Linked DNA regions of Canis lupus: region 2 is linked to region 1. Evidence: chromatin contacts called from public Hi-C data. All regions are on one chromosome and are shown on one strand. The core of a region is the stretch at or near the end of the contact, and the rest is flanking DNA. Distances in the headings are between cores, read along the strand shown.

The links. A called contact is a pair of places that touch in the nucleus more often than the background predicts.
Region 2: a contact with region 1 is called in a Hi-C map of skin fibroblasts, with 2.3 times the contacts expected there. The contact joins the promoter of NEDD4L here to the enhancer-like site in region 1. A contact is called at or near these places in 2 of 9 Hi-C or Micro-C datasets (amygdala and skin fibroblasts).

What each region holds. Positions count from the first base shown.
Region 1 is chr1:17,950,645-17,957,993 of UU_Cfam_GSD_1.0, forward strand. All of the region lies in intron 2 of NEDD4L (E3 ubiquitin-protein ligase NEDD4-like), which reads right to left. Among named protein-coding and RNA genes, the nearest start is that of NEDD4L, 120 kb to the right of the region's middle. Within about 2 kb of position 3,102, at least 5 of the 20 cell types and tissues checked have an H3K27ac peak or open chromatin away from gene starts, as enhancers often do.
Region 2 is chr1:18,068,717-18,076,065 of UU_Cfam_GSD_1.0, forward strand. It overlaps NEDD4L (E3 ubiquitin-protein ligase NEDD4-like), which reads right to left and starts at 4,065. Exons shown (of 27, transcript XM_038525922.1): 1 at 3,950-4,065. The coding sequence starts at 3,997. It overlaps LOC119870721 (a long non-coding RNA gene), which reads left to right and starts at 2,926. Exons shown (of 3, transcript XR_005353442.1): 1 at 2,926-3,204; 2 at 6,070-6,176.

The DNA.
Region 1 (7,349 bases), core at 1,852-4,351:
ATGATGTGCTGCCCAGGAGCACAGCTGGGCTTCCTTGTTTGGGAGGAGCAGGAACACGATCCATCTCTCTCCAATGGACACTCAAACTGTCGTCTTCAGTACGTACGTCCTTAAGGCTGCAACCCAAGTATAGGCCCTGGTAGTATTTCTAACCTCATCGGGCCCAGCAACGCTTCTTTTGCCATGCCTCACTGTTACTAGGGACCCTCTCTGTGTCGTCTACCCTGCACATCAAGGCTCAGATACTACACAAATGCCCAAGATGACACAGTGTGGTTAGAGCAAGGCTTGGGGAAAGCTGCCTGAGGGTGGAGCCGCAGTGACCCAAGTGTCCTCTGTGATGACAGTGGCCAACACCCTCCGCCCTACCAGCCCTCTCTCTGCAACCCGGGGGGGGGGGGGGGGGGGGGGGGGGGGAGAGGCGTCATCAGGTTTCTCAGGCTCTCCACCCAACAAGGGGGTGCAGAGGTACCCTGCCACTTCAACAGCATCTTCTCACTTGAGATGGTTTCGGGTCTCTTGGTTTTATTCACCTGCCTGCTTTGGCGGCTGGCATGTTCTTCAGCGGGAGGTGCCTTGAGAAAACTGTAGGACTTTGCATTTATCTATGGTTCTACGGTTTTAGCATTAGCAGGGGCTGTCACAAGAAAACATTATCTCAGGAAAACAGTCGGACAACGCACCTCGGCCTTCAACTGAAAAGAAAATGAACTATTTTAATATCTGCTCAAACCAACACTCATCTCCCTCATTTTTCTCCCTGGCGGCTTCCAGTTTTTCTGTTCCACAGAAAGCATTCGTGGCTTTCCTCTGGTTTTTGCCTTTTGGCAGCATTTGCAAACCCCAAGAAATGGCAAAGGGAGAGAAGAACAGGATTGTGACACGAGCAGATAATGACCCAGGCCATTTTCTTCAGTGGGTGTTTGAACCACCCCGATGCTGTTTAAGTCAGTCCTTTGCTGTTACATACCCCCTTGGCAGACTGCCCCGACAGCTTCGTGGGCACCCAACAGAACTGCATCAAAACAAAAATCAAACCCTCAAGCACACCTGGGAGAAAATTAGCCAATCTGGCACTTAAAAAAATATTTTTAAGTGCTGCTACTGTTTTTGGAAGGTTATCAGTCTGAAAAGTAATGCTATCTATGTGCATCATTAGCAATCTAGCTACAGGGAAGTAAAAAAGGCTTTAAAAGTATTTTCTTACTTATTTACTCATGAAAGACACAGAGATGCAGGCAGAGGGAGAAGCAGGCTCCCCGCAGGGAGCCCGATGTGGGACTCGATCCTAGGACCCCAGGATCACAACCTGAGCAGAAGGCAGGCACTCAACCACTGAGCCACCCAGGTGCCTGGAGAAAAAAGGCTTTTTATTTAAATAAACCTCTCGTCTTTTCTGAATCTAGTTCTTCAGGTCATGAATTTCTCCATGAACTTCTCTGTAGTGGTAAAGACTTCTCAACCACCTCACAATTACAGGCAAAGGGTCTTTTTTAACTCCAGAGCCAAATACAAATATTTTTGAGATGATCAATACCTGTTTCCCATAATTAGCATGGAAAGAGGTACTGTTTATAATGATTATTTTTCTATATTAAACATGTCAGCCTGGAAATCCCTTTCTTGACAAAACAGAGTGCTAAGTTCTGATCCATCCAAGTGTGAGGCTAAAAACACAGTATAATTCATTTTGACTGTGAATGCTACCTGTTCCATACTGGAACACAGTACCCCTCATTTGAAGAATTTCATTTCTTCCCAGTATCAGTTACTTATTCTTTTGCAATCTGCGACATTTTATTTTAATGATATGACAAGCTTAGGAAGTTATTGGGCAGAGAAAGGAAGAGAAAAAGGGGGAAATAAAGTTAATGCTACTTATTGTTTACTTTAAAACCAACCATGTAAAAAAGTAGGAATGGCTTAAAGTAAAATTCTTTCTCCTCCATGTGTCATGATCCGAGAGGGACTTAAATACCTGTTAAAGCAAAGATCTGAGTTAATTTTAAAAATCAGAACATTAAATTTAAAAAGAACTCCAAAGGACTGTTAGACCTGAATACCAAGTTCAGTCCAGAATGAACACACACCCGACGATACGGCCACCAGAGGGAGTTCTAACTCCCCGATACATCTTGGTGGCCTCGCAGAAAGAGCCACCCGGGAAGCCTTCAAGGTCAGGGATGCTCGCAATCCCTCTAACTCCAGCGAACTGGACAGAGGAGTTAAGGGTGAGGGATTTCTTAAAGGTTTTGCATTTGTAGCAATTTCAAAGGAAGAAAGAGCTGGAAATAATGCACGTGCTAGTAGAGGATTTTTGTGTTCTTAACACTGATAATGTGCACAAGAAGGAGGAGGGTCTTAAAGATACATACAGAATAAAATAAATATTATGAAATGAGTGGGTAAGGAAGATCTGGCCACGTATAAATCACTGGGAGTGCACAAAAGCAGGAGAAATAAACCCAGCCAAGTGGCAGGAAGGGCGCCAAGAGCCAAGGGGCTGAGAGGAACGTGCAATAGTTTGCCAAGCACATTGGGTGGAGATGGGGTGGGGGGTGTTGGCAGTTATGGTTTGGTGGCCCTGGGCCAATGTGGGACCACAGCAGGGTGCAGAGGGAAGTTCCAACAGCATAGCCCCATGCGCCCACGGGCAGCTGCATGGGGTGAGCAAACAAAGCCAACGCCCCGGGATCTGAGCAAAGTGAGTGGAGACAGGGAAGCGGGGGGGGGGGGGGGGGGGGGGGGGGGGGGGGGGGCTCGGGGCGGGGCAGTGTTGGGGGTGTAGGCATGAAGGACAATAAGGCAGCTGTGCAAGACAGAGAGATGGTGGTCGTCTGGGCACCAGCAAAGGCACAGGACAGGGAGTGTGGCTGCCTGGGGAGGTGGAGGCCAAGACACACTGGAGGATACACGGAGGGCTCCTCTGTCAAGGTTAAGGAGCCAGGACTTAATCCACAGCAATGACTGATCCCTGAAAGGTTCGGCCAGGAGAACACGGTCTGTGCTGGAGAGACAATTCTATAGATGTGAGAAAGGACGGGGCGAGAGGGCAGACGCGAAAACCACCTGGGAAGGCCTCTACCCCCACGGAGATGAGGCTGGGGGGCAGGAGGGATGGAGAGAACCCAGGACACCTCCCAGGTCCCCAGCTCAGGCACCTCGATTGTGGTGGGAGCCGCCAGCTAAGACAGATCACCGCAGAGAAAGAACAGTTTCAAATATTCTGACGTTCCAGGCAAAGAGTGTAAGGAGCAAAGCAAAGATCCTGAGTTATACGACCTCATTAGTCATTCAAATCTCAGGATGGTCAGACTATATATTTAATAACTGAGAAAATGACATCACACTGCAGGGAGCCCGTAACCCATTCTGGAAATTTCTTTTTCCCGTGTTGCAAATTTCTTTTTTACTGGCCAGACTACCTAGGTAACGTTTAAGAATCACTTCAACAAAATTAAAGCCACCGTTCACAGTGAACACCCAAGAGCTGACAAGTCAGAGGCAGAGAATATCCAACCAACACTATCATTTTCTCACTAGCAAAAACAACCAGAAAGAAACCAGGATCACATTTTTAAGATTCACCCGTTTTGATTTCCCAGTCGGCCGCCCCCAAACGTGAAAGGTAGCATTTCTTTCAAAGACTTCACTGTTTTCCTACCATGAACGCTTAGAATTTCAAGCATCTAAAAATAACAGAGACTTGAAACAACAATCAGTTCTTCAAAAGCGGAAGCACAATAGTGCACCTTGATCAACAAAGGCAAGAAATGCAAACAACAGCGCTCAGAGCACATTTACTACCCATGCCATTCGGCACACCAGAAGGAATGCTAGCACAAGCTCATTAAGAGGCAAGGCGTCTGTTATATCACTTGTGTTGATATTATACAGCAGAAATACCAGTTCTTTTAATAATTGACTCAGGAGCTCCATATTGCGGATTCCTTATTAAACATTACTTGCACTCAAGGTCCCAAAGTCCCAAAAATATTCAGTGGAGCAATCGGGCAATATTTAATTGCGATACACTAATTTGTTTATTTATTTTTAGACTTTATTTATTTATTCATGAAAGACACAGGGAGAGACAGAGACACAGGCAGAGGGAGAAGCAGGCTCCCCACCCCGTAGGGAGGCCAATGGGGGACTCGATCCCAGGACCCTGGGGTCACACCCTGAGCCAAAGGCAGATGCTCAACTGCGGAGCCACGCAGGCGTCCCACGATACACTAAATTACGTGACTGCCCATCTGCTTGTACACATAGAAACTCAACTGTATTATTCACATATTGATAGACAAAGCAGTGAGAATCATTTTGTCCAGGACAGAAACATTTTTGCAGTTGTATTCATTTGCAGACTTCAAAATCCACAGCGCACATCTAGAGAGTTCCATAAGCCATATTGTAATCATGCTGCCCTTGAAGGGGGGGAAAGAAAGAAAAAAAAAAATACTCCTGCACTATCTAGAAAATCCCATTCCTCCGCGCCCAAAAAGTCAACACTGACTCAATGCCTGTCTGTCGACTAACCAGCAGCTCTATGGAAGAGTTGAATCTGAAAATCATGACCAAATAATACTGGCACTCCCCATGCTAAATATGTATGTTGTAGAAAATCAGTAACTTCTACTTCTCAGAGGGTGGCAGGCGGGGGCCTGGGGCCCTGGCACAGGGCCGCACCCATCACACACCATCCCCCCTGCCTCTGCGCTCCTCGGGGACTGCAAGTCCGGCCCAGCCTACGCCCTGGACCATCGGGCCCTTCTCAGAGAAGCCCCCGGCCCCCGACTTAGAGAACCACACACGGCCCTCCGAGAAGGCTCTGCTTCCCACTTGAGAACCTGCCAGTTCACTCAGGGTATAAGCCATCTTAAACATTTTATCTTCCAGGTCCCTCCCCCAAATATGAACCCCAAGTAGAAAGAATCTGATCAAATCTATTGACAATGTTTCTTAGAAGATGAAACGTGACAACACAGGAGATTTGTATCTGAGGAATGTAGTAACGCTTGGCGATTCCAGAGACATGGGTCCATTTTTATTTTTTATTTTTTGTAAAGATTTTGTTTTTTATTCATGAGACTAGAGAGAGAGAGAGAGAGAGAGAGAGAGGCAGAGACACAGGCAGAGGGAGAAGCAGGCTCCATGCAGGGAGCCCGACGTGGGACTCAATCTCGGGACCCCAGGATCACGCCCTGGGCTGAAGGCGGTGCTAAACCGCTGAGCCACCCGGGCTGTACATGTGTCTAGTTTTAAAAGCATAACTTCTAGGTAGACCAGGGTATCTTCACCTTCAGTGGCAGCGATGCTGTCAACACAGACGCAGAGTGGGCCCGGGCCACACTATTCCCAAGGCCTCTCTGAGGCCCGGCCACCCAACGTGTTGGCGAGTTGCCTTCACCTCCTAAAAACGGGGGAACCAGGACGCCTGGGGAGGGGGGGGGGCGGGCTCAGCAGTTGAGCGTCTGCCTTCAGCTCAAGGCGTGACCCGGGGTCCCAGGATCGAGTCCCATACTGGGCTCCCCGTAGGGAGCCTGCTTCTCCCTCTGCCTGTGACTCTGCCTCTCTGTCTCTCATGAATAGATAAAATCTTTAAAAAACAGAAACAGGGGAACCATTGCCTGACACAGAAACCTCTCCCTCCTCCTTTGATGAGGAAAGGGTGGTGGAGATCCTCTCCCTCCCAGCGCTGGGTGGACCTCCCTCACACGGGGTCTTCTGGCCATGCTTCCGCAGGCTTGGTGGTTAAGTTCAGTTTTTGTAAAATAAATACTGTCTTCATTGTCTTACACACTTAGAAATGCTTTCATTTCTGACTCATCTCCAGTTGGCCCGCTGCCTTGCTTATACTTCAGCTTCTTACACTCTTTCCCACCTCCCCCCAGCAAGGAACATGGTGAGACAAATATGGAATGCTTTGGGATAGAGCAAGAGTGAAGGTCTTGCAGGGGTACAGGCCGGGGAGGGGGTACCCCCATGTGAAAATCCCAGCTGAGGAATGAGGGGAAGAAAGAAGGAGGGGTAGGAAGCCGGGAGGGAGAGCGAGGATGGGCAACCCCTCCCCCTTACCAAGGCCACAGACATCCACTCTTCACCAATCCCCAGAGGTGCCTTCTGTAATTACATGAGTTGATTAAAATAGTGCCCACGGCTCTTGAGCAGCTTTAATTTTTCAATTTTTTTCAGGCTCCACTCTGACCAGATGAACAAAATTTGTCGTGCATCCATTATTATGTACCCATGTCCCTCATCTTCCTGAAACACCTCGAATTCTCTGCCTTACAGACTCAGTGACCAGAGAGCACTGCTCTAGACTCTGATGACAATGAGGGCAAGGTGTCCTCCAATTTTCCCTCTGTTCTGTGCTGGACCGTAGGGCAGAGCAAAGGCTCCTCTCATGATGCCAACATCTTCATGCATCAAGAGTGAAGGCAAAGCAGAAGATTCTGAAGGAGGGCTTCTCATTAACACATCAGAGAATGGGATAAAAGTGTGGCCTGTCTCGTTGGCTCCTTCATTACTGAAACTGGGATGACACCAAGACCAGTTTATACAGACAGTTTTACAAATTATCATACAATCCCTGCACAGCACAGCTTTTTCAGTGATTCAAGATCATTCTAAATAATATTACGACACTGGCTGGAGTACAGCAAACCCTGGGGCCTGGCGCAGAATAGAAACACGCTGGCCCTATACACTGACCCATTTGCCACTTCTAATGTTGCCCTCTGGGAAGCCGCACAGCCTGCATGGTGTGCAAGCTATGATCGACATACTTTATAAGGATATTCCATATATATTCATGCATTCAAAGACTAGGAGATAAATACGAGCATATAAAAGGCTGTGTGTGTGTGTGTGTGTTTTTAAAGAAGAAGAGATTTCTATTCGAGAGGAGGAGGGTACTATCCTTTAAAGTCCTATCGGGGTAGGTGTACAGTTGGAATAAATAGAGTCAGGCTCCCTGACTCTCACATGAGTCACTGTATGAGCTCTTAGGTGCAGGGATTTTAAGACAAATACTTGGCTCAAAGGCCATTAGTGTTCATGTTGTGATTCTCAGCAATGCCCTGGATAGTGAAGGCCTCCAGAGAGGAGGCAGGTTTGCGAGCGCCTGCACGTCACAAGCACCGTCCCAGCGGAGTGTAAGGTGCTGTGCAACTCACCTGAGGAGATGCCTGTGCAATGGGAGGGGATGGGGAGAGCAGCTCATTATGTTAAAGACCACCAGTGCAGGGGTCAAAACCAAACACAGGTCCGTCCCTCAAGGGGCCACAGGGCTGTGCCAGGAAAGGAGGTCAGCTGCACAGAATATAACAGGAAACGTGGGGCCTGGG
Region 2 (7,349 bases), core at 2,815-5,314, 120 kb after region 1:
TTAACGAGAGTCTGGAATTCAGCAACAGCCTGAAATAAGGATGCTCCATAAAATGAACAGTGTAAAAAAATAATAATAATAAAATGAGCGGTGTATCATAGTGCAACAGCAACTTTTTTCTCTCTTAGAGGTACAGAAGATAATGGTGCATCTTAAGGTTGACAGCATCTTCAAGATAATATACCTAGGCCAAAGGTTAACCTTAAATGTTTGTTCTGGAGTTCAAAGAACCCTAAAACGATAAGCAGTAGAGGGGGTAGCAGGAACTGCAGCACAGCTACCACCTCCCCATTGTCCCCACAACGTGGACACAATTGTTGCCAGGTGAGAATGGAGCCCCAGTGAGGTCAGATTTTTGCCATTTTCTGTAAAACTTCCCGAGCTTTAAAGCACAGCGAAGACCATACTAAGCCAGCCTCCTGGTCAACTCAGACCTGCAAGTCTTCAGTTTACAACTCCTGATGTTTATCTCCACTGCAAATTAACTTCAACAACCCGGCTATGAAGACATCTCATGATACCTGGAAGACAGGAAGAATGCTACAAACCAGGCCTGTGCAATCAACAGAATGGAGTTCAAATCCTGACTCCATACGTACTTACTGTGTGTCCTTCTAAGGGTCACCTAACCTCTCTGAGCCTCTATTCCTCATCTGTAAATCCTGGCACACCTCTTAGGAGGTTCGTGAGGATTACACGAGACAGCAAGTACATAAAGTTTGCTAACACGGTGCTAGATGCAGAGAAAGCATATGAAACATTAGCCAACTATTCTTGTTTGTATATAATGCAGAGGAAGGCTGTCAAAGTGCTATCCCACATCAGCCCGGCCATCTGTCTCATGTAACCACCAAAAAACTGCCGCATCTAATAAGCTGTCATTCAGACTTTAGTATTCCACCCAGAAATCTTTTCAATAAATGATACCTTTCTAAGATGTTCCAACAAAAAGACTTCACAAGGTTAACAGTAACACTCCGGAGTAAACTGCCAAAATGTGCTACAGATTGCCAAAAAAAATAAACAAAATAAATAAAAACAAAAAGCACAACAAAAAAACTGCCCAGGAACCAAGCCAGATGCAGCAACTAGTCCAACTGTTCTAATTCCAAACCAAATCTGATGCTGGGCCCAGAGTCACAAGTTTTGCTAATTTGCTAATCTCTCAAACACCAAAGTCCTTCATCTGATGGCAATTTCAAATTTGGTTTCCCTAAGGTGACCTGATTCAAATCAGTAAATAGGAGCTTGAGCTCACTGAGGAACCTCAACAAGACACACAAAAAATAAACAGTACACGCACTCACACAAGCAAAGCCCATATTTAATTCCTCTCTTTCTACAAGCTGGAGAGACCTGGGAGCAAGATCCTGTCTTGGCATCCCCCTGCAATGCTTCATCACCAGTAGTACTTAGAGCTAAAAAATCTTTCTGAGATGGGACAGAAAGCTAAGTGCGCTCCAAACACGCAACGCTTTCCATCAACTTCCAATGAAAATACAAACTCACTTTTAAGAAATGTGCTAGGTATAAGGACACCTAGTTTGCTAAGAGATGTGTAAGATAGCTCTTATGTAGCAATCAACATATCTTCACGTGTGATGTTCGGCAGCACACCAAGTGTGTGAACTGAAGTGCACTCATACTTAACACGCCTTGGAAAAACAACCCTGCCATTGGTTTCATGAGCCAGTCTGCTTTAAGAGCCTGTTAAGATCTTTCATTTGTTTTCTTACACAGACTAATTCAGGGAGACAAAACAAGCTGTGCAAATTCAACAATTTGTTAATATTCTACGAAGGCATTCCCTGATTTTCCAAAGGCTAACCCGACGGTGCGATACCTCCCATAAAAAAAGCAAACACCATAGAAATGTGAAGTCATCAAAAACAGTCTTGCCTTATTCCCCCCCCCCCCCCCCCCACTGGTAGAAGCTGAAAAAAGACAACAGATGCCACTTGTCTTTTGTAATCTAACGTGCGGAAGGAACTTAATAGTCCCAGCAACATATCCATCACTCAATCAAGAAAATGGCCTTAGCACCTTGGGCTGTTCCCCACACCAGCCCTAAACACCGGTCCAGCGACGTGCAGGAGTAAACCCAGTCATACACATACACACGTATATACACACACATACCAATTCTGTTTATATTCCACCCTTCGCTTTCACACTGGACACCAGTTAAGGAGATCTGAGTTAACTAAAGAGGCAGGATGTGCCCTAGGTAGATGGTGACACTAGATATAAATGTAAACAAAGAACACACAACAGGGGCACGCAGAGAATCCATTCATCAAGTTGAATTTCTCCAAACACTCTTAATATATTTTTCTTTGGTGCGCTAAGAATCATGTAATTTAAAATTTACAAGAGACCAAAGCTGAAGTGCAGCTGTCTTCCCCCCACCATACCTCAAAAAGCCCTTTGTTCAGGAATGTCAGTATCTCAGCACCTTTCTAAAAGCTCACTGCCTGCCATCTAGGGCTGCTAATTAAATGGAGAAGTACCGAATGAAAGGGAAAGCTCCTCAAAAGGGTAGAGGAGCCGGGGAGCGGGAGAAACCCCTGGGTGAAAGCAACAAGGAGCCTTTTCACCACCCATCCCCAGGTAACTGCCCCCCCCCTTCAAAAAAGGGGGAAATTACCTCGCCCTGAGCACAGCAGGGCAAAATAATCGAAAACGTAAATCACACATTATTTGCATTGTGATCATTCTTTGATAAAATACATACCGAGGCAAGCTTTAGGTAGCTCTGGCGAGAGAGAAAGAAAGAAAGAAAAAAAAAAAAAAAAGTCCTACCCCCAAACACTCTCTCCACCCCCAGGTAACTATTCCATTACACACTTACAAAGCACAGACACACGATTCCATTACACACTTGCAAAGTGCACACACGCACAATTCCATTAGTCACAAAGCACACACACACGATTCCATCACACACTTGCAAAGCACACACACACACACACACACGCACGCACACACACCCCCAACCAGGGCAGGAAAGCTGCAGAGAGAGAAGCCATCACGGGGCAGGTCCGGATAACAGCCTCTCCAGCAACCCCACCCCCAGCACCCGAGAAAGAGGGGACCTCGGAAAAGAAAGGAGGGGGAAGAAAGAGAAAGCCCGAAACCCTCGAATTTCCAGGCATCAACTTTTCATGAAACGCACGACCAGGAGAGGAAATACCTCCCCGCTGAGTAATGCACCGAGGGCCGTAAAGCGCCCCCGGGAGCCCCGCGCCCGCGCCCCGCCGACGGGCCCCCCTACCTGTCCCCGCCCTCCGGGGCCGAGGCGGGCGCGGGCGCGGGGTCCCCTCCGGGCGGGCGGGGGGGCGGGGGCCGCGGGGACACCTCGGAGGCCGCGAACAAAGCTCACCCCGCGCAGCCACAGCCTCGGGGGCGTGGCTTCCCGCATCTGCTTTATTAATAAGGGGGAGCGATTGAGCTTTTGTCTCTCCACCTACCCCGGGGGTGCCGGGCTCGGAAGCCGGGGGGGGGGGGGGCCGAGGAAAAAAAGGAAGAAAAGAAAAGAAAAGAAAAGAAAAGAAAAGAAAAGAAAAGAAAAGAAAAGAAAAGAAAAGAAGACATGGCAGGGCTGCGGGCTCCCTCCAAGTTTCCGGCGGCACCTGCCGCCCCTGGCCGCGCCCCCGCCCCGGGACCCCCGGGACCCCCGGGCGCGCCGGCCTCGGCCCCCGCCCCTGCCCCTGCCCCTGCGCGCACGCAGCCCCGGGGCGCCCGCCGCTCGGCCCCGGGAGGTCCCGCCGACACCCGGCCGCGACGCGCGGCGTGGGCTCCCGGGCCGCAGGGCCGAGCGGCGGGAAGTTGCCCGGGAGCCCGGGAGCGCGGCCGAGGGGCGCACGCGTCTCCGTCCCCGCGGCCCAGGGCGGCGCGCACCCCGCCCGCAGACCCCGCGCCCGCCGGGACCCGGGCGGCCGCCGCTCACCTCGTCCTCCGAAAGTCCGTAGATCGGCTCCCCGAGCCCGGTCGCCATGGAGCCGGCGCCCCCCGCGGGCTGCGGGGCGCTCCCGGGCGGCTGGGCCGGCGGCTCCTGCGCTCCTGCGCTCCTGCGCTGCTCGGCGCCCGGCCTGGCGCGTCCCGCGGGCGGGCTGCGGGGGGACCCGGGCGCCGGCAGGTGAGGGAGCCCGAGCGCCCGCCCCGAGCGCCCGCCCCGGCCGCCGCGGGCGCCGCTTCCTCCCGGAAGGCCGCGGGGCGGTGCAGGCAGGCGGCCCCGGGAGCGCGCCCAGCCCGCCGGCCGCCCTCCCCGGCGCTCTCCGAGCCGGCTCTCCGCGCGCCCGAGCCCGGCTCCCCGCGGCCCCCGCTCTCCCCGCCCCGGCCCCCGCCCCCGCCCCCGCCCGGCGCCCGGGGGGACCCTCCCCGCTCGCCGGGGCGGGCGCACGCGCCCCCCAAGCCAATCAGAGGCCGCGCGGCGGGGCTCGGGGCCCAGGCCCCCCCCACCCGCGGGGCTCGGGGGCGGCGCTCGAGGGCTGGCGGGGCGGGGGCGGGGGCGGGAGCGGGGGTGCGCCCCGAGCCGGCCCTCCCCGCGCGCGCAATGGGGCCGGGGCGGCCTGGGCGTGGGGGGCTGGGGGCGGGGGCGGGGCGCCCGGGGCGCCCCGGGCCACCCCCTTCGCGCTCCCTGCGCCCCGAGCCCCGAGCGCGCCGCGATGGTCCGGGGGGGAGGCGGGCATATGCTTCCGGACCCCTCGGCCGGCCGCCCGCGGGGGAGAGGCTGCCCCGGTGTGGCCGCCGCTCGCCACTGCCTGGGTCAGGCTCGGGGGCGCAGGCCGAGGCCGAGGCCGCGCCGCCCCGGCGCGCACCCGCCCCCCTGAGCAAAGCCGGCTCCGCTCGCCCGGGCGCCCCCGCGGGAGACCGTGCAGCTCGGGGAGCCCCCGCCCCCCGCACGTGCAGACCCGGGCGGGCTCCTCCCGCGTCCCGGCCGCGGTGCCTCCCGGAGCACATCCCCTCCTGGTCACCCCCAAGATCCATAGGGACGCCGCCGACGACTTTTAAATAAGCGAAAGAAATGCATCCCTCCACTTTTTCCGGGAAGCCTTTCCTTAAATTTAGCTGGTAAAGGCAGTTGCGAATTTTTGTCTTTTTATAAGCACAATATGCGATTTTTCCTTTGAAAAGAAGCCTCACTCAGAATGTCTACTTTGGAATGAACAGGGCGCTTTTAGAATGTTTCGAGGAAGAAAGGAGAACTCACGTGATCCATGAGCGTCCTTATGCCTGTTTCCAGCTACTTTGCTAAAATATCTGCTTGTGGGCCCTGCTAGATCGTTTTCGAAAGAAAATGGGCATCCCCCACCTTACCGCCCCCACCTAGGCCTCCCGGTGACACTGCTGTGGCTTAAAACCCTGTGCCCTGCGTCTGTATGGGTCTGTATGGTGGGTTTCTTTGCAAGACTTAACCCCGTGGAGCCAGCACTGTCCTGCGAAGCCTTCTTGTCTGCAAATCGTGTCCTATTAAGTCAACAGAACTTAGATGCCAGAAAAGCCCAACGGAGGGGGAAAAAAAGAAAATTACCTTTATGGAGGAACAGAAATGACCGGTCTGTTCTTTTTGGGCCAAAGTTTTTTCACTTTTTCAGACCTAGATTGTTTTTCTTTTAATAAACAAAAGGTTCTCTAACATGCACACCTGTGCACATACATACACCCCCCCCCCAAATTTTAACATGGTGCCTGTGACTCCCATAGGCTTCACTGCTTCTTTACCCTCACTACCCCAAAACTTTGCCAAGCCTTGTACCCTGGGAGGTGGAGGGGGCGTAATAGATTTTAAAGTTTTCAAATAGAGAATTGTAATTTCTAATGATATAGGACACCTTTCCTGCACACTGGGGGTACACAGGTCCAGGCTTTATCTCTGGGGAAAGCCATAACTTCTGGAAACCATAGAGGTGTCTCATACTTCCCTTATCCCCTCTTCATCATTCCTGCTCCCCTGCCCCACCCCAACAGCCTACACTACTGGCACTCTTGGGTCATATCCTTGGCTTTCCCTTAGGGATGGCAATTAGAAACTACGATGTGAGACTGACCATATGTCATTTATTGTAGGGGTGCTTATAAAACCATGATCCATACCATTATTCAATGGCCCCTGTTAAGAAGACTCGAGACATTTCAGACCTATGAGGAAAAGCTTTCTTTCTTCCAAGGAACTGGTAAGCTTTTACATACGATGAGGAGAACTATTTCAAATGATTGTTTTTCTATTTACTTTGGCCACCAGGAAACTCAGGACCAATTTTAAGGCTGTGAGCCATAAGAGAACCTATAAAAAATTGAAATCAGTACCCGTTGTAATTACGAATCGGCTTCCCCCCAAGGCAGTGGTTCTCTATGCTGAATGCACATTGTTACCATCTGGGGAGCTTTAAAATGATCCAGTGCCCAATACCAAGTGCTCAGCTGCCAGCATACGAGACTATGATAACATTGGTTCAGGGGAGGAGTGCAGGCATCAGTAGTTCCAGTGGTTTCCCAGGTGATGCTAATGTTTGTGTTGAGAATGGCAGCCTCTGCCGGTGGTTCCCAAACTTCACTGTACACGGGAACACCTGGGGATCTTTAGAACTACTGTTCTCTGTCTCCCTCCCTCATACACGGATCTGGTTGATGTGGGGTGCCACGTGGGCATCAGGATTTATAGAGGCGCTCCAGGAGATTCTAAGAGCAAAATGTAGGGATCTCTAGCCTACTCTCTACATATTTTCTATGATCCTGATTTTTTTAATTTAGAGAAAACTGCATATTATAAACATACATCCTTTGTGGAAGGAGGTAGGATATAAACATATGTACTTAATGGGACTATTATGGACTGCCCAGTTCTACATGCCCCCTAGCACCCTGAAGTCTCAGAATAGCAATCCACTTTTTTTTGGGGGGTGGGGGGTAGGTAGTGTGGGGAGGACAACCCTTAAGAGAAACTATTTGGCATTCTCGTCCAAAGCCAAAGTGTTCTTGCATCCTCCAGTCAGGTTCCCGTCTACCCAACAATTAGCATAGAATTTGTTCCGTTTTGTTCCCTTTGGAGGCTGCCTTTAAACATCTAAGATTTGATACCGTGGGTGTTTGGTGAATGCTCTTCATTAGGTCATCAGAAATGAAAAATTAGCAAGAACAATTTTAAAGTACAACAGGTGATCACAAATAGGGAACATTCTAATACTAAGCCTCTTTACAAATTGAGTTGGTTTAGTTAACTATGTGTACCTTAATTGAGCCTGGGAAGAACCCAAAGCTGAAAACACAGTGACACCTATTTGCATAAATTTCATATAAATACCACGACATTTTTCTCTTCCATTTTGCGGGGACTTGGGTTCTTTCAA